Regions from separate parts of the Mus musculus genome. Here all the other regions are linked to region 2. The links are chromatin contacts, called in public HiChIP or PLAC-seq and promoter capture Hi-C maps. All regions are on one chromosome and are shown on one strand. Each heading gives the region's core, a stretch centred on a gene start, on an enhancer-like site or on the middle of the called end of the contact. The rest is flanking DNA. Distances are from core to core; before and after follow the strand shown.

Evidence for each region. HiChIP or PLAC-seq counts read pairs in DNA pulled down with a chosen protein or histone mark. Capture Hi-C pulls out chosen DNA fragments and counts their contacts.
Region 1: a contact with region 2 is called in a promoter capture Hi-C map of adipose tissue. The contact joins the promoter of Scamp5 here to the promoter of Csk in region 2. A contact is called at or near these places in 7 of 39 promoter capture datasets (embryonic stem cells, hippocampal neurons, liver and 1 more), 29 of 484 Hi-C or Micro-C datasets (the C2C12 cell line, the G1E-ER4 cell line, the HL-1 cell line and 7 more), 12 of 115 datasets of contacts at active chromatin or transcription factors (T-cell acute lymphoblastic leukemia, embryonic hindbrain, embryonic stem cells and 1 more) and 3 of 9 other capture datasets (adipose tissue, embryonic stem cells and pancreatic islet).
Region 3: a contact with region 2 is called in an H3K4me3 HiChIP or PLAC-seq map of embryonic stem cells, with 35 read pairs. The contact joins the promoter of Rpp25 here to the promoter of Csk in region 2. A contact is called at or near these places in 6 of 39 promoter capture datasets (the SN4741 cell line, embryonic stem cells, neural stem cells and 1 more), 17 of 115 datasets of contacts at active chromatin or transcription factors (the HPC-7 cell line, craniofacial prominence, embryonic forebrain and 9 more) and 4 of 9 other capture datasets (adipose tissue, liver, macrophages and 1 more).
Region 4: a contact with region 2 is called in an HNF4G HiChIP or PLAC-seq map of pancreatic cancer cells. The contact joins the enhancer-like site here to the promoter of Csk in region 2. A contact is called at or near these places in 2 of 39 promoter capture datasets (the C10 cell line and pre-B cells), 2 of 484 Hi-C or Micro-C datasets (granulocyte-monocyte progenitors and spermatogonial stem cells), 5 of 115 datasets of contacts at active chromatin or transcription factors (T-cell acute lymphoblastic leukemia, embryonic stem cells and pancreatic cancer cells) and 1 of 9 other capture datasets (adipose tissue).

What each region holds. Positions count from the first base shown.
Region 1 is chr9:57,464,740-57,469,725 of GRCm38.p6, reverse strand. Scamp5 (secretory carrier membrane protein 5) reads left to right here and starts at 1,666. Exons shown (of 7, transcript NM_020270.3): 1 at 1,666-1,793.
Region 2 is chr9:57,643,765-57,649,004 of GRCm38.p6, reverse strand. Csk (c-src tyrosine kinase) reads left to right here and starts at 3,352. Exons shown (of 13, transcript NM_007783.3): 1 at 3,352-4,010.
Region 3 is chr9:57,500,711-57,505,540 of GRCm38.p6, reverse strand. Rpp25 (ribonuclease P/MRP 25 subunit) reads right to left here and starts at 1,439. Exons shown (of 1, transcript NM_133982.1): 1 at 94-1,439. The coding sequence starts at 1,304. The coding sequence ends at 705.
Region 4 is chr9:57,413,823-57,418,901 of GRCm38.p6, reverse strand. Ppcdc (phosphopantothenoylcysteine decarboxylase) reads left to right here. Exons shown (of 7, transcript NM_176831.5): 6 at 3,648-3,816; 7 at 4,176-4,941. The coding sequence ends at 4,261. Among named protein-coding and RNA genes, the nearest start is that of Ppcdc, 24 kb to the left of the region's middle. Within about 2 kb of position 1,406, at least 30 of the 459 cell types and tissues checked have an H3K27ac peak or open chromatin away from gene starts, as enhancers often do. A contact at or near this core is called in granulocyte-monocyte progenitors and pancreatic cancer cells, where this site is marked.

The DNA of each region.
Region 1 (4,986 bases), core at 417-2,916, 180 kb after region 2:
ACTCCACATCTGCTACTTGCTGTTTGTTCTTTTATTTTTGCTCGCTACCTGCCTAACATACTCAATCATTTGAACCTGGAAGTCCAGGGGCTGGAGAGATGGCTCTGTGGGTTGAGAGGACTGGCTACTCTTCCAGAGGAACCAGGGTCTTATGCCCATGACCCTAATGATGGCAGAACACAACCATCTCCAGTCCCTAGACGATTGTCCCATGTGCTCTTCCAACTTCCACAGGCACTGCAGGTTATATGGTGCACAGACACGTATGTAGGCAAAACACCCCGCACAAAATATAACAATGAAAAATTATATATAATTTTTATACATCAAAATAATCATAAAAAATAAAAAGAAATTGAAAATAAAAGAGAATCTGGTCTCTGTTTGAAGGCTGGGACTCTTCCTTCTGGCTGGTCTGGTAGCTTCTGCTGCTTCCTGTTCGGCCAGCTCAGCCTCCTTCTGGTCTCTTCTGCACTTGTTCTTGTCTGCTCTTCTCCTCTCCCTCCCTTCCCATGCCAGCTGTGGGAGTGAGGCCCCAGTGCCAGCAGGCTAGAGCCACACAATGGGCCCTTAGTCTGGGCAAAGAATCCCTGCAGTGTATCCCACCCACTGAAGCCCTCTTCCAGGCCCAGGGTGGTGTGGGTGAGGGATCGAAGCCATTGGTTGGCAGGGCAGGGGATGGCCTTGGCTGTGGAGGACCCACAGGGTTTTACTATGTAAACACCACTCACAATGGCAGCTTGTCTTCCTACCCCAGCCCCATGTCGCCAAGGAGTCTCGGAGCTACACTAATTCTGCACTTGTAAGCATTTACCTTGGTCCCTTCTCATTCTTGCTGTTAACATCTGTACATTATTATCTCTTTCCTTCTTCTTCTTTCTTGTCTTTTTTTTTTCAGAGCTATTCCTTATTCTTCTATTCCTTATTTCCCTTCCTTTTTGAGACAGTAGCTCATGTGTATCCTGGTAGTCCAGTACTTCCCCACTTGCTGTGTAGATAAACTGGCTTTGAACTTGCACTGACCCCATTGCCTGTGTCTTGGAAGGGCTAGGAATATTGATGTGAATCAACCCACACACCTGTGCTCTCTCTGTCTCTCTCTGTCTGTCTCTGAGATCTCACTATGTAGCTCCAACTGTCCTGGAACTTATGAAGATTAAGCTGCCTTTGAACTCACAGAGACAAGCACTCTGGATTTGGATCCCCGGAACTGGGGTTATGGTACTACCATATGGGTGCTAGGAATCAAACCCCAACCCTTTGTAAGAGCACAACAAGTACACTTAACCACTGAGCCATTTCTCCAGCCCCTCATCAAGCTGTCTCTTCCTCTTTCCCGGTACATCCCACAGGTCCCTGCGATTGGTATGGGGGTTATTCTTCCCACTTTGCAGATGTGGAAGTTAAGGCACTAGTTGCTGGCACTACTGTATGTTTCTCCTTTCTATGCACTCACTGTGCTCTTGTCCCCAAGGTGCCCACCTAGCACCTGGACGAGGAACGGCCGAATATTTAGCACCACGGACAGCTCCTGCAAGGTGCGGAGGCGCCGGTGCCTTGCTTCTCGCGAGCGCTCGTGGAATAGCCTTACGAGCAGTGTGGGAGTCTCGCGAGAGTGGTTGCAGCAGGCAGGGCGGCACGGGAGCGCGCGGGCCCGCCTCGGACGCGCGCGCACGCTCCCCGCCCCCAATCCGGGAGCCGCTCGCGGCCCGCTCCGCGCCTGATCGCCCGGTGCAGCGCAGCTCAGCGCGGCGCAGCGCGACTACCTTTCTGCAGCCGAGCGGTCGGGGCTGGTGAGTCCTGGGCCTGGAGACCCAAGGAGGGCACTGCGGGGAAGCTACGAGCTGGGTTGGAGAGGTGTCAGCGGCTCCAATTTTCTGCCTTCAAAGAGTCCCTCTTCATTTGAGGGGGTAGGTCGAGCTTCTGGAGAGGTGGGGAGTCGAGGTGACCTTTCCTGCTTGGGGTGGTAAGCGCTCTTTGTACACCCCTAAATCCTCCTCCCCATTCCTGTTTCCTCTTTCCTCTGTCCCCGCAGAGGGAGCCCGGGATTTGGGTGACGTCAGGCCCTTGGATGGAGCCTGGGCTTTGGGCCCTCCACCCCACAAACCCCGAGTTCCACCTGGCATTCCCTGGAAGCCGGCCTCCTCCTTTTGGGATGGCGCATGCGGCCGGGGATGGGAACGTCTGGAATCTAGTGACCGTGGTATCACAAAAGGCACCTGCAGGTGGACCCAAGTTGTACTCATCCCTGGAAGGCCGACCTTTGTACCGCGGGTCTGAGCAGCCTGGTTTTTGGAGGAGGGGGATGGGTGCACTGCCTAGGGCCCGGATACCACCAGGGCTTTGGGGAGTGGGATGGGGGTGCTGGATGTAGCGCATCCAGCATTAGCACCAGTCAGTCACGAGGAAGGAGGGGAGATGTGTAAGAACCAATCCCCGTCCTTGCCTTGAGGTTCTCCTGATCTGGAGTCTGGGGGAGTCAAGTAAGACTAGGACTGATAATTGGTTGTTAAAGGCCGACTTGAGGAGATCAGCAAAGGCCAGGGCTGGAGACAGAGACAAGAGGCAGCAGCTGTCAGGAGGAGACTTTCTGGAGGTGGGATTTGGAAGGAGGCAGAGGCGAGAGAGGGCATCTCAGTGTGGTAATGGACAAAGTTCAGAGGTGGGCATGAAGCACTGCTGCTCCACCCCAGCCTGTCTGTGGTGTGTGTGGGAGGGATGGTCTAGAGAAATGTGCAACCCGTGCGTTACCCATTATGTCTTCTCCATCAGGACTGTGAAAGAGGGAGATGATTCTGGCAGGGCCACGGTTGGCAGAGAGATTTTGCTTGGGGTTGCTAGTTTAGCGTCTGTGGGAACTTGGAGAGATAGGACCAGCTCTCCATTGCTGAGAGAGAACCGTGGCAGGGATGGGCCATCGAAAATGGAGTGTTAGTAGAGGGGATTAGGAGTCCTGGGACTTGTGGCCATTTCTATTTTTCTTTCCTTTATGTTTTTAAATTGTAATCTACATATACATATATATGGGTGTTTTGCCTGCTTGTATGTGCACCATTGTGTGCAGTGTCCTCCGACCCAGCGTTGGAGCCCATGGAGTTACAAATGGTTGTAAGTTGCCATGTGGGTACTGGGGAAAGTTTGGTCTTCTGGAAGTGCAGTCAGGGCTCTTAATCACTGAGCCATCTCTCCAGTGTGGTTGTCTCTTTAGCCCCCTCTTTGGCTGGTCACTGCTGAACAAGTTGATACCCCTCTCTGGGTATCTTTCTGCTAACACTTTCTCTAGGGACAAAATAAGTGGACTAAGTAGTGACCTCCCTTGAGGAAGTGTCTTGTTCTGTTTAAGAGAACCCTCTGAGTTCTCCCTTTTCCCTCTTCCTCTCTGCCTGTCAGGCCTCCTCTCCACGATACACTTCCTGCCTTGCTGTCAGTTTGGGGTCTGAAGCGTTCCTGAAGGAAGTGATACAGCTGGCTCAACAGAAGTGCTGGCCTTTGCCTCTTTAGGGGAAGGCACCCGTCTTCCTGGGGAGGATATCCAAGCTTTAAGTCTTAAACATGGGGTGGGTATGCTCAGTGTGGGGCTCAGTCTGCCTGATCTGAAATCTTCTCTCCACCATGGACCTGATTTTTCCTACTGCAGGGCCTGTCCCCTGACTTCATACTAAGAAACAGAACAAGTTAACATCTGGGTTCAGCCTCCAGATTGTGTGGTGTCCAGTAGGAAGGCACATGCTTGTAATCCTAGCAGTTAGAAGGCTGAGGCAGGAGGATTACTGGGCATTTAAGATCAGCCTGGGCTACTGAGCAAAGCTCTGTATTAAAACAGCTTCCATCTGTGAGGGATGGAAGACGAGACTGGATGGGTGAGATAAGCACCAGTGACTGCTTTAGAATTTATGTGGTAGGATGCAGAACAGTGATGTTTGGGAAGGGTCCCAGAGGAGGTGTGGGAAGTGATAGGGTTAAGGAAGGTGATAGGCTGCTGGTTTGGGGTCACTGGGGGTGACTAGACATGGTATTCTCTAAAATGTTGTTATGTATAGAAATTTCAGCCTGTGGTAAAGAAAGAGGGTAGCGGGGAGGAGGGATTTGTATATGATTGGCATAAAGCTTCAAAATGCCAGGTGCAGGATCTGTGCCTGCAGGAGGGCACCACAGCGTTAGCAGCAGCACGATGATAGCACGCCCAGGAGAGTGCTGGTTTTTGAGGGTGATTCATAGCGTTGGGCTTCAGGACTGCAGATGGGATTGAGATCAGGAGAAGAGGGTCAGAGGTCAAGCAGGAAGTAGAAACGTCTGTCTTAGCCAGTAGGCAAACAGAAGAATGATCACTTCTGTGCCAGAGATGAGGGGCTCTTGTTGGCAAGCTGAGAACACTTGGAACTAGTGTCAGGCCCCTGGCCGGACCTGGGCCAGGCTTGCCCTCCTTTCATTGACCACCGACTTTCATTTTCACGATTGCAGGACCAGTCACACTAAGGAATTGATTGAGTTACAGTCTAGGTTTCGTAAACAACCTTCACTCAGGTTCTGTTGGATCAGGTGTGATGGTGAGTGCCCATACTCAGCAGCTGGGAGGCTAAGGTGGGATTGCTGAGATTTCAAGGCCAGTTTGGGCTAAATAGTGAGTTTCAGGCCACCCAGGGATACCTAGCAAGAGCCTGTGTCAAAACAAACTAAAACCTAACCTACCCAAAATTTCAGTTATGTATGGTATCTTTTTTTTTTTTTTTTTTTTTTTTTGGTTTTTCGAGACAGGGTTTTTCTGTGTAGCCCTGGCTGTCCTGGAACTCACTCTGTAGACCAGGCTGGCCTCGAACTCAGAAATCCGCCTGCCTCTGCCTCCCGAGTGCTGGGATTAAAGGCGTGTGCCACCACGCCCGGCTAACATGGTATCTTATGTGATAATAAGATGCTTTATTAAGCCTACATTTTTCAGAAGTGGTGTAACCTGCTCCCCCCACCCCCTAATTACAAAAGATTCTCACC
Region 2 (5,240 bases), core at 2,103-4,602:
CTCTTACCCACTGAGCCATCTCACCAGCCCCACCTTTACTCTTCTTAATGTCAGGCCTCTGCTTAAAGTTGTTCAGTGGCTCTGGATTATTTATGCAATGTAACCCAAAACCAGAATGTGTCTCTGGTGCCCGTTTTCCACTCCCCCCACCCACACACAGCCTTCGAGTTCACCGTGATCTTGGCCTTCTGATTGTTCTTGAGCCACTGGGCACCTCAGTATGTGGGAGTCCTTAGCCAGCCTTCCCCAATACACACACATTACTCTTCCTACAACCCCTTGGGGTTAGCCCCACTACCCAAGGACCAGAAGCCCAGTCCGGGAGTGTAAGTCTCAAATGCTGTCCCGACATATTTATATATTACAGGCAATTCAGGCTCAGCTTAGCCAAAGTTGCATTTTCCCCCCTGAGACAGGGTTTCTCTGTCAAAGCTGCATTCTTGAATGGCCCTTTCGTGAGTCCAGAAGCTGACTTTTTGGTTCTGTCCACTGGGTGTTCCTAGCCTTCATAAGCCGTGGCTGGTCAGACTGGTTTTCTCTGTTCTGCTTTGGACAAGACCCGTGGTGTCCTCCTCAGTCCCTCCACTCATCTCCAGCATGCCTGCCGGTCTCAGCCAGGTTCCATATTTTTTGAGAGGGAATGAGTTCATGAATGATAAACTTGCATGTTAGCTGCTCCTTACAATACCCAATTCAGGCTTTAATTCCCAATGCCCAGAATTCAAAAAAGGTTATCCTCTCTCTCTTTCTCTCTCTCTCTCTCTCTCTCTCTCTCTCTCTCTCTCTCTCTCTCTCTCTCACTTTGCTGAGAAGAGGTGGAGTCAGAATTCAAATACAGGTTTATTTGATTCCAAAGTTCACATTCTGGGCCCCAGCACACTAAGGGGGTAGTGTTTGTGGGTAACAGAAGATGTATTGGTGATAAAGCTGGAGCAAAACATAGCATATTTACTCAGGTATTCCGCCCCCCAAGTCTCCACAGCCTCCCCACCACTCAGCCCCCTTTTATCAGACAGAGTGGAGGTGATGTCAGTCTCTCCCTCCCAGAAGGCTTTGCAGCCCGCTGAAGCCCTTTCCTTCAGGCTGAGCAGCAGCAGCATCCCCAACTGGGGCCATGTTATCATTCCATCTTGACCTCAAAGGAAAGAAAGTGAAGTCTGATACACACACACACACACACACACACTCTCTCTCTCTCTCTCTCTCTCTCTCTCTCTCTCTCACTCTCTCTCTCTCTCTCTCTCTCACACACACACACACACACACACACACACACACACACACACATGCACCATCACTCCAGGCCTGTTATCTTGCTGAATCTGCACCATCTCTCATGAAAGAGGCATGCTCTCAGCCTGATCTCACCAAAGAGGAAACAGCTCAGAGACCTTAGGTAACTAGTTCAAAGCCACACAGCTCTTGAGATTTAACCTTGAGATTCGGTCCCCAAATATCTGTTTCCCCCCCCCCCTCTGTGTCACACCTAACTCTGAGATCTTCTAGGTGCCTCCACCAAAGGTGTCCCTAAAGAACCAGTTCCCTGTAAGCAAACTGGTACTAGGCATGCTGGGTGAGAAGACCAACCTGTCGTCTGGGGTGGGAGTTGAGCATATCCAACTCCTGCTTCTAACATTTTAAGTTATTTGCAATCTGCAACCTTGCTTCTCACAGAGCCCCTTTCTTCCCCTCAGTCAGTACCACTTTACATTGCATTCCAAGTCTTTGCCAGCAGCGTCTCCTCTCCCATCTGAAGATCCCCCTCCCACTCCCTCACCCCCATCCCCTGCTCCTAAACTAGTACCCTCTTTCAGTCCTGGTCCTTAGAAAGTGCTCCTACACCTAGCACCTCCAACGGACTTTCTGGCTTCTCTCTAGCCACTGTGCTTCCATTCTGTGGCCCTCCCATACAGGAGCACTGCTTGCTCCTGTAGCTGAGAGCAAATTGCTCCGGGAGGATCCCGGACTCCTCATTAACAATGGTGCATAATAACAGCCCGTGTTTAATTGAGGACTCACCACGTGCCACTTGCGCACCGAGCACTTCAAACCTATTAACTCATTTCCTCTCCACAAAACCTTACAAAGTTGGTGGTACCGCTCTTGCTCACTTTACCAAACCACAGTGGAAAAGGACAGACAGAGATTAGCTAACTGGTCCGACGTTGTTACACAGCCAGTGACAACTTCCCTATTGCATCTCAGCTGAAAATAAAGCCCGGAAGAGTTCCAAGAAGCTCTGTGGTTCTTTGGCCCTGTAGCTTGCAGGACTGACCGCATCTCTTTCTGCTTTCCCCTACACACGAAGTAAGTCAGGTCTCCCTGCTGTGTTCCCAGATCTAGAAAATCAACCCATGTTCCCTTCTTTCCTGTTTCTTGTGGACCTTGTACCTTTTTTTTTTTTTTCATTGTTTATCAATTTGTTCTTTGTGACAATATTTTTGCAACAACCCCTCATGAGAATTTGGCAGATATAGAGGTTTTAAGAAGTGGACTCCGGCCGGGTAGTGGTGATGCACACTCTTTTTGTTTGTTTGTTTTATGTTTTGTTTTGTTTTTCGAGACAGGGTTTCTCTGTGTAGCCCTGGCTGTCCTGGAACTCACTTTGTAGACCAGGCTGGCCTCAAATTCAGAAATCCACCTGCCTCTGCCTCCTGAGTGCTGGGATTAAAGGCGTGGGCCACCACCGCCCGGAAATGCACTCTTTAATTCTAGCACTTGGGAGGAAGAAGCAGGCAGATCTTTATGAGTTCGAGGCCAGCCTGGTCTACAGAGCAAGTTCCAGAGCTACATAGTGAGACCCTGTCTCAGAAAAACAAAAGATAACAAAAAAACTACAAAGGAGGAGAAGGAAGAAGAGGAAGAGAAGGAAGAAGAGGAGGAGGAGAGAGGAGAAAGGAGGTGGAGGAGAAGGAAGGAGAAGGACGGTGGTAGACTACAGAGCAGGGGCTGTGTAAATGCATGCTTACTGTCCCAGAAGAGTCTAGGCCTAGCCTCCACTATAGAAAGAAAACTTCGCTGGGGGGGGGGGGGGGGGGAAGAGGAGGAGAAGGAGGAGGAGGAAGCAGAGACGGTGGTAGACTACAGAGCAGGGGCCGTGTAAATGCATGCTTACTGTCCCAGAAGAGTCTAGGCCTAACCTCCACTCTAGCAAGGAAGCTTCGCCTAGAGGAAGCTGAGAGGTTGGCTCTAGCATGCTGGTGGCCCTCTGAAAGGACCTTCGGGAGCCTTCGCGAAGGCCAGCAAGTGGGGGCAGGGCGTAGACGCGGACACACCCCCCGCATTTCCTCCAAGGTCCAGCAGAGGGCGCCGACCCACGCCCCGCTGCTCGCCCGGCAGGCCCCCTCGCGCAGGCGCGCCGCAGCGGGCGGAGGATCCGGGCCGCGCTTCCTCTCACCAGGCCTGCGAGCTTCCTCCCATCGGAGCCCGGGCGAGCTGAGGTTGGCCGCCGCCGCTGAGCCTGCTGCCTTCCTTGCGCTTCCGCGCCACCCTGCGCCCTGCCCCGGGGAATCCCACCGGGGTGGGGTCCGAGCAGGGCCAACCCGGGCCGCGCCGCCGTCGGGGCCGTCCCCGGGCCAGCCGTCCCTCCCGCCTGGCCAGCCTCTGGCCGCCCAGCCTCCGGGGTGTGGGGCTTAGGCAAGCCCTGCGAGCGGCGATCGAACGCCCGGGGCGGCCCCCCGGCGGCGGCGCGACGTCCCCAAACCGAACCTCCGTGGCCGCGTTCGGAAGCGGAACTCTGCCGGGGCCGCGCCGGCTACATTGTTTCCTCCCCCCCGGACTCCCTCCCGCCCCCTTCCCCCGCCTTTCTTCCCTCCCCGCCTGGGGCTGCGCGGCAGTCCCCCTGCCTGTCTGGCTCCCCTTCCCTCTCTTTTCGCATCCATACACCTCTTTGTACCGCACCCCCTGGGGACCCCTGTGCCCCTCCCCTCCCCCTTGGCCGCATGGACTGTCCTGCAGGCCACTGATGCCGCCCTCGGTGAGGAGGCCTGGACCGCAGTGCCCCCAGAGAGGTGAGTGCTGGGCAGCCCCAAAGGAGGTGGGTGTCCTAATGCCCCCTAGAAGGGAGGAGGTCGCTCGTCCCGCCTCTGTAGCCACCACCGCCGCGCCCACACCCATCCCCCCAACCCCCCACCTCCCAAACGGGTTCGAATTCTCCCGGGAATCACTGTCAGAACACTACTGGGAATGAGCCACAAGGGAGGTAGTACTACCCAGCACCACGAGAGAATTGGCTTAGGTCTGCAGAGTCCTACCTTCCCACCCCCCAACTCCCGTGAGGAGAGCAGAGTGGGAAGTGGCTGGACCCCGGAGGAAGAGAAGTGGTATGGGCCGGACTCCCGGGCGTTTGCCCTTTCCCGTTCAGGGCTTCCCTGAAGGTATCCTGGCTTGTCTGGTTCTGAACTCTACTTCAGTCGTTGCACAGAGGTTCTATTGGCTCCAAGCAGCCCAGGGCCATGCCACCTCCCTTTGTGCCTGATAGAAGGCCGGGTCCTTGAACTAAGCCTGTCACCCTTGACCTGCCAGAGGATCAGGCTTAAAGCAAGGGACCTCTGACCCTTGGGTGGAGAAACTGGGCAGGGCTTCCAGTCTGCGTAGAGGTGACACTGGGCATTGGTACTGTACCCCGTTCCCCCCACCCCCACCCCCAGCATCCTCATCAGTCTATTTTCCCAGGCTTCTCAGGACCCAGACCAGTTATTTGGAAGGGGTGTGTCCAGTCACTGGATCTTTGGAGCTTAAGTAGGAGTTTTTTTTTTTTTTTTTTGATCATTTTGTATAGCAGGGAACTGAGGCCCAAGGGGCAGGTCATATTCCAGGCTCCTGATGGAGGGAGGCTAGCTGTCTCTCATTCCCACTTCTGCAATGATGGATGGCTGGAGGTGGAGGGGAACCAGACCCACTCTGTAACTACCAGGGACACTGGCAGTCTCCAGCCTGACCCAAGAGGGACCTTGTGGGGTGAGCGAGCACGTGTTCCCTTGCAGAGGGCTAGAGAAGAGGGAAAGGGCTTCCGGCCTCAGTGCTGTCTTCTTACAGGCCGAGATATCGTATGCATTGCTTATAAGACTTCCTCTCAGTGCGTGGGACTGGGTCCTAATCGTGTGGGCCATCTGTGTGGTGTGGTGTGGTTAGGTGTGCAGAAGCCTGGTTCTGGGCAGCTTTGAAACAGCCTGGTAGTTAGTTCTGACCCTGCCTTTCCCACATTTACCAGATGGCTCAGTCAGAACCTGAATGGGGTC
Region 3 (4,830 bases), core at 190-2,689, 140 kb after region 2:
GCTAATAGGGTTGAAGGCAAGCATGCCAAAGTGGTCTCTGCACAGGCGAGTGGGTAAGGAAAAAGAAAAAAAGAACAAAACTGAAGACAGAGCCATTTTCACGTTTGTTTTATTGGAAGCAAGACTCCAGCAGGACTCGGGGAGGAAGCATGGCAGATTTTGTCCTAAGTCCCCTCTCAGCCATCATGCAAGGCGGGTGGGGGAGGGATGCTAAAAGGGAATTGCTAGGGTGTGTGTGTGTGTGGGGGTGCAGAATAGGGTCCGGACATTTTCAACTTGGCCATCCTCAAGTAATCAGCTCCGTAGCTCCCGCTCTCAGTTAACAGCAAAGATGATTTTTAAAGCCTCAACTGTCAGCATCCATGCATACTGGGTGCTTTTAACGTCTGGGTCCCCAAGAAAGCTCAAGAGTCCCACTACCCACCATGCTTCCCTAAAAAAGACGGCCTAGCAAAGGTGTGGGTGGTGTTCTGTGGCTTCTGGTAACATGTCCCACAAAGTTTCCTTGGACTTCAAGGATCCTCTCTTCTCATTCCTGAGCTCTCTCCTGTCGCCTTGGGATCCGCGCTGTCATTCTGAGGACCGGTGTCCAGGAACATGGGCCCCTTAAAACCCAGGTATGAAAGGTGCGTGTGTTGAAAGGTATGCAGGAGTGTTGAAGATATATGATTCAGTCGGTCTGGGTGGCTCAGAGGCGAGAATTCTCAGGCGGTCCTGTCCTCATTCTCAGCCTCTGGCTCAGGCTGAGACCGCTTAGCGGTGCCTTCTTCAGCAGCAGATTCCCCCAGGCTCCTCTTGGACGTCGACACCGTAGGAGGGGACGAAGGACCAGGACTGAGGTTCGGAGGCTGGTAGCCAAGTTGTCGTGGATCCAGTGCGTCCTTTGAAAGTAGGATGGCGAGGCTCGGTACATTCTTAAGTACACTGAGACTGGCGGCCGGATCGCTGGGCGTCTGACCCGGTGTGGGCCCAGGCGGGAGGCTCTGCCACACCTCGCGCACGCTCCGGTAGCGCAGCCGCGTGACCTGGTGTAAGCCCGCCAGGCGGCGCTTGAGAATCTCGGCGCACGTGACGGTCTTGGTGGTGGCCCGGCCGCAGCCACTGAAGACGATGGCGCGCGTGGCTGGCTGCGCCATGCTGGCGGTGGCGAAGGCCAGTAGGTTGCGGATCTTGCTGCCCTCCTTGACCCGCATGTGTACAGCACCGGGTGCCAGATCTGCAAAAGGGCCAGAGTTCGGGCTGCCACCCTCATCACCGTCCCCCGCCGGCGCCTCCTCCGAGCGCACCTTACGGAAGTTCTCCATGCGCCGTCGTCGCTGGGATCGCAGGTTTTGCCATGGGGCCGCCTCAAGCCCGGGGCTGCATGGCCGCGGGTCGTGCCGGGCGAGAGCTGGCAGGGATTGGGGTGCCGGCGCCGAGTGAAGGTTGGAGGGTGGGCTGGGAACGTGCAGTCTTCAGCCCAGACTTCTACAGGGTAGTGATGTTCTACTCTGCGCCCTCGGCACCTTGTGCTCCGCGCCTTTAGCAGAAGCTCCGCCTGGGAGCCAGATAGGACCCGCCCCTTCGCCCAGGACCCGCCCCAACTCTGCGTGACTTGTCCCAGTCCCTCCAGCCTTTGGGATCCAGCGCTGGAGCTCAGCGGCTGGGGTCACAGAGCCACGGGTGATTTGGGAGGTGAAGTTCTCCGAAGTCACCATCTGTTCTCCCTGAACCAGACCTTATGCAGGAACAACCTAAATAAATACTATGCTTAAGGTTCAAATGCCGACTCAAGCCTGGTCCCTGAGCCCTGCGGGGTTCCAGCGCAAGGGCATCCCTAGACCCCTCCTAGGTAAGAGATCTCCAAACCACCTTTTGGGGCTTCGCTACTCCACCCCTCCAGGGACCTCCCTCCCGTTCTCTTACTATATTTTTGCGTCAAGGGCAGCCAGTGCATGGTCAGCAGAGAGTGGGAGGCGTTGGCTGCGGCTGCACGCAGCGCCTTCCCTGGGCTGGGACCGCTACGTCGTGGCCTGGTCCTTGCGTAGCTGCTTAGAGAGACACTAAGCTTTGCTCCTCCTGATCATACCTCCAGGCTCCCGGCACCTATGCACCTCTGAAATGCAGGAAGTGATGCGTTGGGCCAGCCTAAAGTGAATGGGGAACAGGAGACCATTTCTTCCAAGGCGTTAAATTCTTATATTCATGCCTGAAAGTCCTTTACTGGAGCTGCATACATGTTTATGAGCGTGGCTCAGCCCGAGCTAACGCCGGATTCCTGACTTCCAATTCCAGGTGGAATTCCTTGCCAGTCAGCCTTGGCCTCTAGAAATCCAGAGGGTTGTTTTTGTTAAAAGGAGACTGAGAGAAGACAGGTTTTAAGAGGTGGGAGGCAGGGTGGAGTGCCTTGGCGGAATGTGTGTGTGTGGGGGCGGGTACTTGCAAACTCTGGGAACTCCACTGAATCTGAGCAGAGGCTCGGGCTCTGCTGCGAGGTGAGGTGGGCAGTAGAAAGATGAGGTCTGATCAAAGCAAGACTGTTTAATAAGGAGTGACCCTGGCCTGGGGCCACGCCCTCAATATTCAATCCCGTTTCCATGGAAAGGCAGGGAGGGAATCAGACAGACGTGGGAAGCACCGGGAAGGAAGACGCACTGAGGACTGTAAGGAACGGTGTTCTCAAAGTATCAGCAAGATGGTGTTTGGATGAGCACAGCATCAGTCTAGGGGGAGAGCTGCCCGGCCCTCCTCTTCCTCTTTGCTATCTGTGACAATTCTCAGCCCCTCAGCTCAGAACAACGAGCTTATATCTCATCTCTTCTTGGAGTGTGGCTGCAGCAGCTGGACTTTTTATTTTTTATTTTTACCTCAAGTGTGAGTGACTGGCTCCAATCTCCTGCTCACACTCCAGGAGTGTGCCCCGAACTGGGACTCTGCCCTGGATCTAATCTTAATTCTTGTAGATTTCACAGGGAGAAGCAGGCTCTGGAGTCCCAACCTTGGGGAGACCCCACGACTGAGTGCACTCAGGCAAGTGGTGGACTTAAAGTCGGCAGTTTTGGATTGATCTGAGAAAAAGTTCCAGAAAGACTAGAAGCTATGTAGGAATGTGCTGGTTGGAAAAGAAGAGAGCTCTGCGTTCCCTGGAGTATGCAAGCCTGGGTTAAACAACTTGGAAATCATGTAGGCCGTACACTACAATTTGGAAGATCTGGGGGCAGCAGGTTTGTTCTGAAAAGAGTGAATGGTTGTGCCTCTACCCAAGTTGGCCCTCAAGGACACCGCCACCCTCTCCCAGTACCACTACCCTCTGCCAGAGACTCTCCCATTCACTTTATTTTCCTGTGGAGGGAGAACGCAGAAAAGGCCCGGTTCCCCGCCCGCGCATCGCTTCCTTTCCAGCTCCCTCAGCAGCACTTAAAATGTAAATGCACATCGTGATTAGCCGCGGGGTCGCTAATTACAGCTGAAGCCATTCATTACGCTGTCAGCTCTCTCCATCGCCTGCCGGCTGTGCAAGTGGGGAGGTGATGGGGGAAAAGGATGTGGGGACAGCTCGATGCTGGCAGCCTGAAAGCCCAGAACTGGCAGAGAGGCGGTGAGCCGAAGAAACCGGTTGGACCGTGAAGAAGCCGTGGTGTCAGAGAGGGGAGAAAGGCGGGAGGCTGGAAGGAAGGAGATTAAGTGAGGAGGATGAAGAGGAAGGGTATATGAGAAGCGATACCAGGATGGGAAGAAGGCCAGAGGAGGAATCGTGCGAGATAGGTAGGAACCTTCCAAAAGGGGACAGAGGACAGCGGGAGGAGGAAGAAGGTCCAACGTGGGGAAAGTGGGTAAACAAAGGTACTATCTTTGCTGCACACAACATCACGGTTAGAAAGGCAACCAGGACGTATGCTGAAAAAGCTGGTTGCCCGCCAAACCCTGCGGATACGTTTGCATATGTAAATGTATTTTTAAATACTTACAAGAAAACGGCACACTGGCATCTGTTACCTCTGTAGCCACATTCAGATTTTGTTGCTCTCTTTAAAGGCAAGGATAACAGAATACGGATAGGAAATTAAGTAAGCGTAAAGTCTTGGAGGAGCCTGTGTAATTGAGGTACTGACCCGGCAGTCCAGGCTTCATTAGCCTCTTTCTGCTTCTTGTGACCTTGGACAATTGACTTAACCCTTGTGCCCTGGTTTGTCACCTGTAAAAGGAGGGTAATTATAGTAACCTGCTCACTGTGCCCCTGAGTTCCTGGGACACAGTAGCTGTTATTTCTTTTCTTATGTTGTGATTAAAATAAAAATTTAAGATTGCAAAAGGAGGGGTGAGAGGTGAGAGGATCAGAAGTTCAAGGTCTTCCTTAGCAGCATAGCAACATACCTCTCCTAGGCTACGTGAGTCATCAGATTTAAAGAAAAAAAAAAAAGAGTAAAGATTGATGAGAGGAAACAAAGCTGGGGTGTGTTTGACGTCGAGAGAGACAGAGGTGGGGAGAGCCTTAGATGCAGCAGTTTACAGAGAACCGGCCTGTGCTCTGCAAAGGCTCTTACCAGCAGCCCCCTGGAGCAGGAAGGAAAGGAGACACTTAACCTATTGAAGCAGAGGCAGGTAGATCTCTGTGAGTTCAAGCCAGCTTGACTGGCCAGCCAGGGCTAGCCAGGGCTAACCAGTGAAACCCTATCTTCAGAAAAAAAAAAGAAGAAAATGAATATTTATTTTAAGAAAAGGTCTTATTTTTGAAGTCCTCACTGGCCTGAAACTCAAAATCCTCCTGTTAGCCTCCAGATCGATGGCTGCAATCACCAGAATATGCTGTCCATACCTCCTGAAGCTCTTCTTCCATGTGTAAATGCGTGT
Region 4 (5,079 bases), core at 157-2,656, 230 kb after region 2:
GAGGATCAAAATCTCAAGGCCTGGTGGGCTACAGAATGAATCTCTAAAGAAAGTAAAGAGGGCTGGAGCAGAGTGCTTGTGGCAGAGTGCTTGTGTAGTGAGTGGGAAACCCCAGGCTCACTCATTTCCCAGGATGGTGTGTAAAAGAAAGGCGGACACTAGTATCCTTATTTGCTTATGAGGCGCTCTTCTGGGAAGCTGCTGGTGACCCAAGCATTGTTAGACTAAGAATATAGGATGGGAGGAACACCCTCCCTGATGCTGTGGCCAGGAGCAGACTGGGAAGGACAGGGAAGCAGAGCTGGGTATAGCATGGTTGTCACTGCCTAGTAGAAACTGGAGAGGGGGTACTCAGCCGTGCACCCTGCTGCGCTCCCATTGGGAGGTTAGCAGCAGCTGATGTGATAAAACACTCCAACCTCAGAGCTGAACCCCAGCCACTTTCTTAGGCTTCCTCCTTCCCTCTGAAGATGCAGGCCACCCCCCTTGTTGTTGATGTTATTGTTATTGCTGTTATATGCGCTGCTCCTCCCCCATTAGAAACAGTCTTGAGCTGAGTTGGAGAGATGGCTCAGAGGTTAAGAGCACTGGGTGCTCTTTCAGAGGACTGGGGTTTGATTCCTAGTACCCACGTGGAGGTTCACAACTGTCTGTAACATCAGTCTCGAGATCTGGCATCTTCTTTTGGCCTTGGTGGGCACCAGGCACACTTGTGATACACAGACATATATGTGGTCAAGACATGTAAAACAAATATAATGTCATGTAGACCAACTGGCCTGGAAATCCTGATCCCCTCTCTCTTCCTTCCCCAGGTGGGATTGCAGGCATGGCCTGAGGGCCTGGCTTTTTTTTCTTCCAGGCTGCTTGCTACACCTCTGTTTTTGAGGTTTTCTTCTTCAGAATTGGCTGGACAGTGGAACATGTTCCCCAAACTAAGCATTTGCCTCAGTTTCCCTTGAAGACAGATGTCTGACACAATCCCTGGTGTTACGGTTTGAGCTGTTGGCACTCTAGGTGGTGTGGCCACCTCCTCCTCAGTATCTTCTTAGAGACCTGAAGGATGCTCAGCCTGCTCCCTCTTTGCAGGCAGTTGTCTCCAGCATTGGAAGGATGCTGGAGAGGAGCCTGCTAGATGTTCTCAGTCCTGCTCTCCAGGCCCTATGCCTGGGGATGGCTGTCTCCGTCTGTTCTGGCCTGGCTTCTGTGCTAAGTTGTCAGGTCCAGAAAGAGGAGTCGATGCCCCAGGTTGCCAGTCTGACGCTAGTCTCTGGACTGGGATCCAGCCGTCTGCCATGCCTGAGCAGATTCCCAGGGCCAAGGCTGAGGCACCCAGCATGCTGCCAGCCACTTGGCTGGAGCGGCAGTGTCCTCTTCCCTTCCTACTGCTAGTTGCTTCAGAGGAGCTGTGGTTTGTCCAGGAAACACTGAGCTGCGAGTCAGACAGTTGGGAAGTAGCCCTGCCGAGGGCAGACAGGTTGGAGTTTGCTGTGGTCAGCATGCTCTGTTTTGAGGGTTCTTAGAGCCCAGCCCCACCCCGTTCCTACACCACTCATCAAGGGTCCTTTCTAGGTTTGCTTATGACTCTGTCAAAGCAGCAGGTAGCACAGAGCCAAGAAGAAATGTGACTGAAGGTGTCCACCCACAGCCAGCTTGTCTTCTTGAGAGGAGCTGGTGGGAGACCAATGTTGATGCCTGGGACGAGGCAAGCAACCAGATTCCAGACTGTTTGCTGTCCCAGGAGGGGGCAGGGGCACTCGGGACTCGGGACTCTTTCTGAGCAGGGGTGTCATAGTTGCTGTATCCCCGGGAGCTCTCAGGAGGAGGTGGCTGCTGAAGTCAGAGCACAGGAAACCCGTTTCTTCAGGAGCAGTCTGTGGCCTCCCAAGCCTGGGCCTGGGGTAATGCAGGAACCCTAGCTGTGGGACCCGTACTTAGTACCAGGCTCTCAGCTGAGAATGTTGAAAGCTTTTGCATTTTTGCTGGGACCTGGGGGTACCCACCGCTGACATCAGCTCTTAGGAAAGCAGGGGACCAAGAGTAGAAGGTCTTCTGTCACATTGTCAGTTCAGAGGCCAACCTGGGCTACGTGAGATTGTGCCTCAAAAAACTACTACTATACCACACCACCATTAAAAACATTCACAGTCTTTTTAATTAAAAAATTATTTTATTTTATTTTGAAACAGGATCTATGTAGCCTTTGGTGGCCTAGAAGTTGCTATGTAAACCAGGCTGGCTTCAAACTGGGAGAGCTGTGTATGCCTCTGCCTCCCTAGGGCTAGGATCAAAGGAGTATGCTACAGTGCCCAACTTTTTCCTTTCTTTTTAAAATGATTTTCATTTATTTGTTTGTTTTATTGTATGTGGGTACACTATAGCTAGCTGTACAGATGGTTGTGAGCCTTCGTGTGATTGTTGGGATTGAATTTTTAGGACCTCTGCTCACTCTGGGCTACCCTGCTCCGGTTGGCCCTTCTTGGCTTGGGTAGTTCCTTGGCAGGCTCGGTCCCTGCTCGCTCCAGCCCAAAGATTTCTTTATTATTATAGATAAGTACACTGTAGCTGACTTCAGTCGCACCAGAAGAGGGCGTCAGATCTCATTATGGGTGGTTGTGAGCCACTGTGTGGTTGATGGGAATTGAACTCCGGACCTTTGGAAGAGCAGTCAGTGCTCTTACCAGCTGAGCCATCTCGCCAGCCCCAAGATTTTTCATAAAATAAAATAAAAATGACAGGGTCCTGGTATGTATTCCAGTCTGACCCTGAACTTGAGATTCTCTTGTCTCAGGCTCCAGAGGGCTGATATTACAGGCGCATGTCACCATACCTAGCATTCAACCATGGTTTGATATCAAGCTTGCATGACTTCAGAATTCAAAATCTCAAGACTCTGAGTTGGAAATAATCAGGGAGGGAAGGTCTGAACTGGTCTGCTCTGGTGTGTGACCTGGTGGTATGGTCTGGCTTTGGGAGATGGTGAGGCTGCCCAGTCAAAAGGATGGCTGTATAGGTCGCTGTTTGTATCTGTGTGACCTTGGACAACTGTTTATCTCTCAGGGAGCTGCAGCTTGCCCATCTCTGAACAAGGGACAATACCTTCCTTATAGGGCTACAGTAAGGGTTCTTGAGATAATGGATGACGAAGGGTACAGTGTGCTGGATGTTTTCATTCTCAGAGTTTAGTTGTAGAACTGTTGCTACCCAGAAGTAGAACTGTTGCTGAGTAGAGCGTGAACAGTCTGGTTCCTAGCTTTCCAGTGAATAGTGAAGCTGGCCTCCTGTCCCCCTGGGATTGCTTCTCTGTCCTTCAGTTGTGAGCCTGTGTGGAGACTTAGGCTGTTGGGCAGGGTCATTGTATACAGGATGGAGGTCTGTTGGAGGTATCTGGGTCACTGTGGGTGCTGATTGGGTATCTCCTGTGTCTAGGACCAAGCCAGAGCCTGAGTGGAAATGATGAGGGATGAAGAGACAGCCCTCCCTCCCAAGGATGCAAGAACAGATCTCTGTAGATGGGTGATACCCCGTCATCCCTAGGCAACAGCTGCTCTGCTGACCATGGCAAGGACAGTAGGGAGGATTTGGGAGGACCGAGAAGGGTTAGTAGGCAGAGCATCAGCATCTCCCCCCACTCCCCTTCTTTATAGACCTGTGTCATCCGGGCCTGGGACCTAAACAAGCCCCTACTCTTCTGCCCCGCCATGAACACTGCCATGTGGGAGCATCCTCTCACCGCACAGCAGGTAGCCCAGCTCAAGGCCTTTGGCTACGTGGAGATTCCCTGTGTGAGCAAGAAGCTGGTGTGTGGAGACCAAGGTAGGCTTCTGTGGTGCAGTGGGTCTCTGGCCCATTGTGACCTTAGACAGAGCTGTTTTCTGAGCTCAGCTCTCTCATCTAGAAATGAATCCTTGTCTCTTAGGCTTGCTAGGCTGAAGCGAGACAGTATGTGTGAAGTGTCTGGTGGAGCCCCTGGCAATAGAACACTGTTAATGGAGGGACTCCCGGGCCTGTCCTGGGCTGTTTTGGAAGGGATAGATATGGTAGCTCAGGCAGAGCTGGACTTGTGCTTCTCAGCCTTAGGATGTGGGCAGAGTACACAAGGGAGATCTGCGTGGTAGCCACAGGCCAGGTCAGCTCGTCTGGTGCCTCTTAGTCACGGTAAACTTTGCTTCCAGGTCTAGGAGCCATGGCTGAAGTGGAGACCATTGTGGCTAAGGTGCAGGCCGTGCTCTCCCAGCATGGTAGCATCCAGCAGAGTTGACCTGGGATTTCTGCCGTGATGCCCCTGCACCCAGTGAGTTCAGCCTGAGCTGTTGAAGAAGGATATCAGCACAGTATGAAGCGCTTGTGCTGGTTGACGAGGGGCTAGCCTGAACCTTCTTGGGATTTCCCTTCAGTCTAACCCTCTTCAAGCTACACGGAACCACAGACCCAGGTCCTACCTTCTTTCAACCAAGAGATGCCTGCTTCCTGGAGGCCCTCCCATTTCTTTCTGGGATAGCCCAAATAGACTAGGCAAGCACGCTGCTACTGGAAGGGTAATTGAATGACTGAGGGACCTCCTGCCTGGGAATTGCTTTTAGACACACCATGGATGAAGCTGGGCATGGAGGCTCACATCTGTAATCCTAGCACTCAGAAGGCTGAGGCAGGATTGCTACAACTTTGAAGTTGGCTTGGGTTACATAGTAAGCCAGGCCTTTGAGTGTGATAGCCTATATCAAAACAAAAGCAACAAGAAGAAACACCATAGCTCAAGATCCCTGACATAGCAGGACACAGCAGGCTCCTGGTCAGGCTGGAAGCATCCAGTCTTTGGTGCCCAGGTGTCGCACACAGTCAAGAAGTCTGTGAGGTGGCCAAACTCTTCAGATTTCCCACAGTCTGTACTGAGAGTAGGGGCACGAACAGGTCTGGGAAATAAAGAAAAGTGACCTTTTAGGAGACTGTGTCCTTCTTTACATCCTGTCTGTGGCCTCAGAGGTCAGGGGCATGGCCATGTGAGGCCAGAGAAGGTTCCAGGCTGACGACTGACTAGCACGCCCACATTCCTGTGCAGTCTCAAAGCAGACAGGTCAG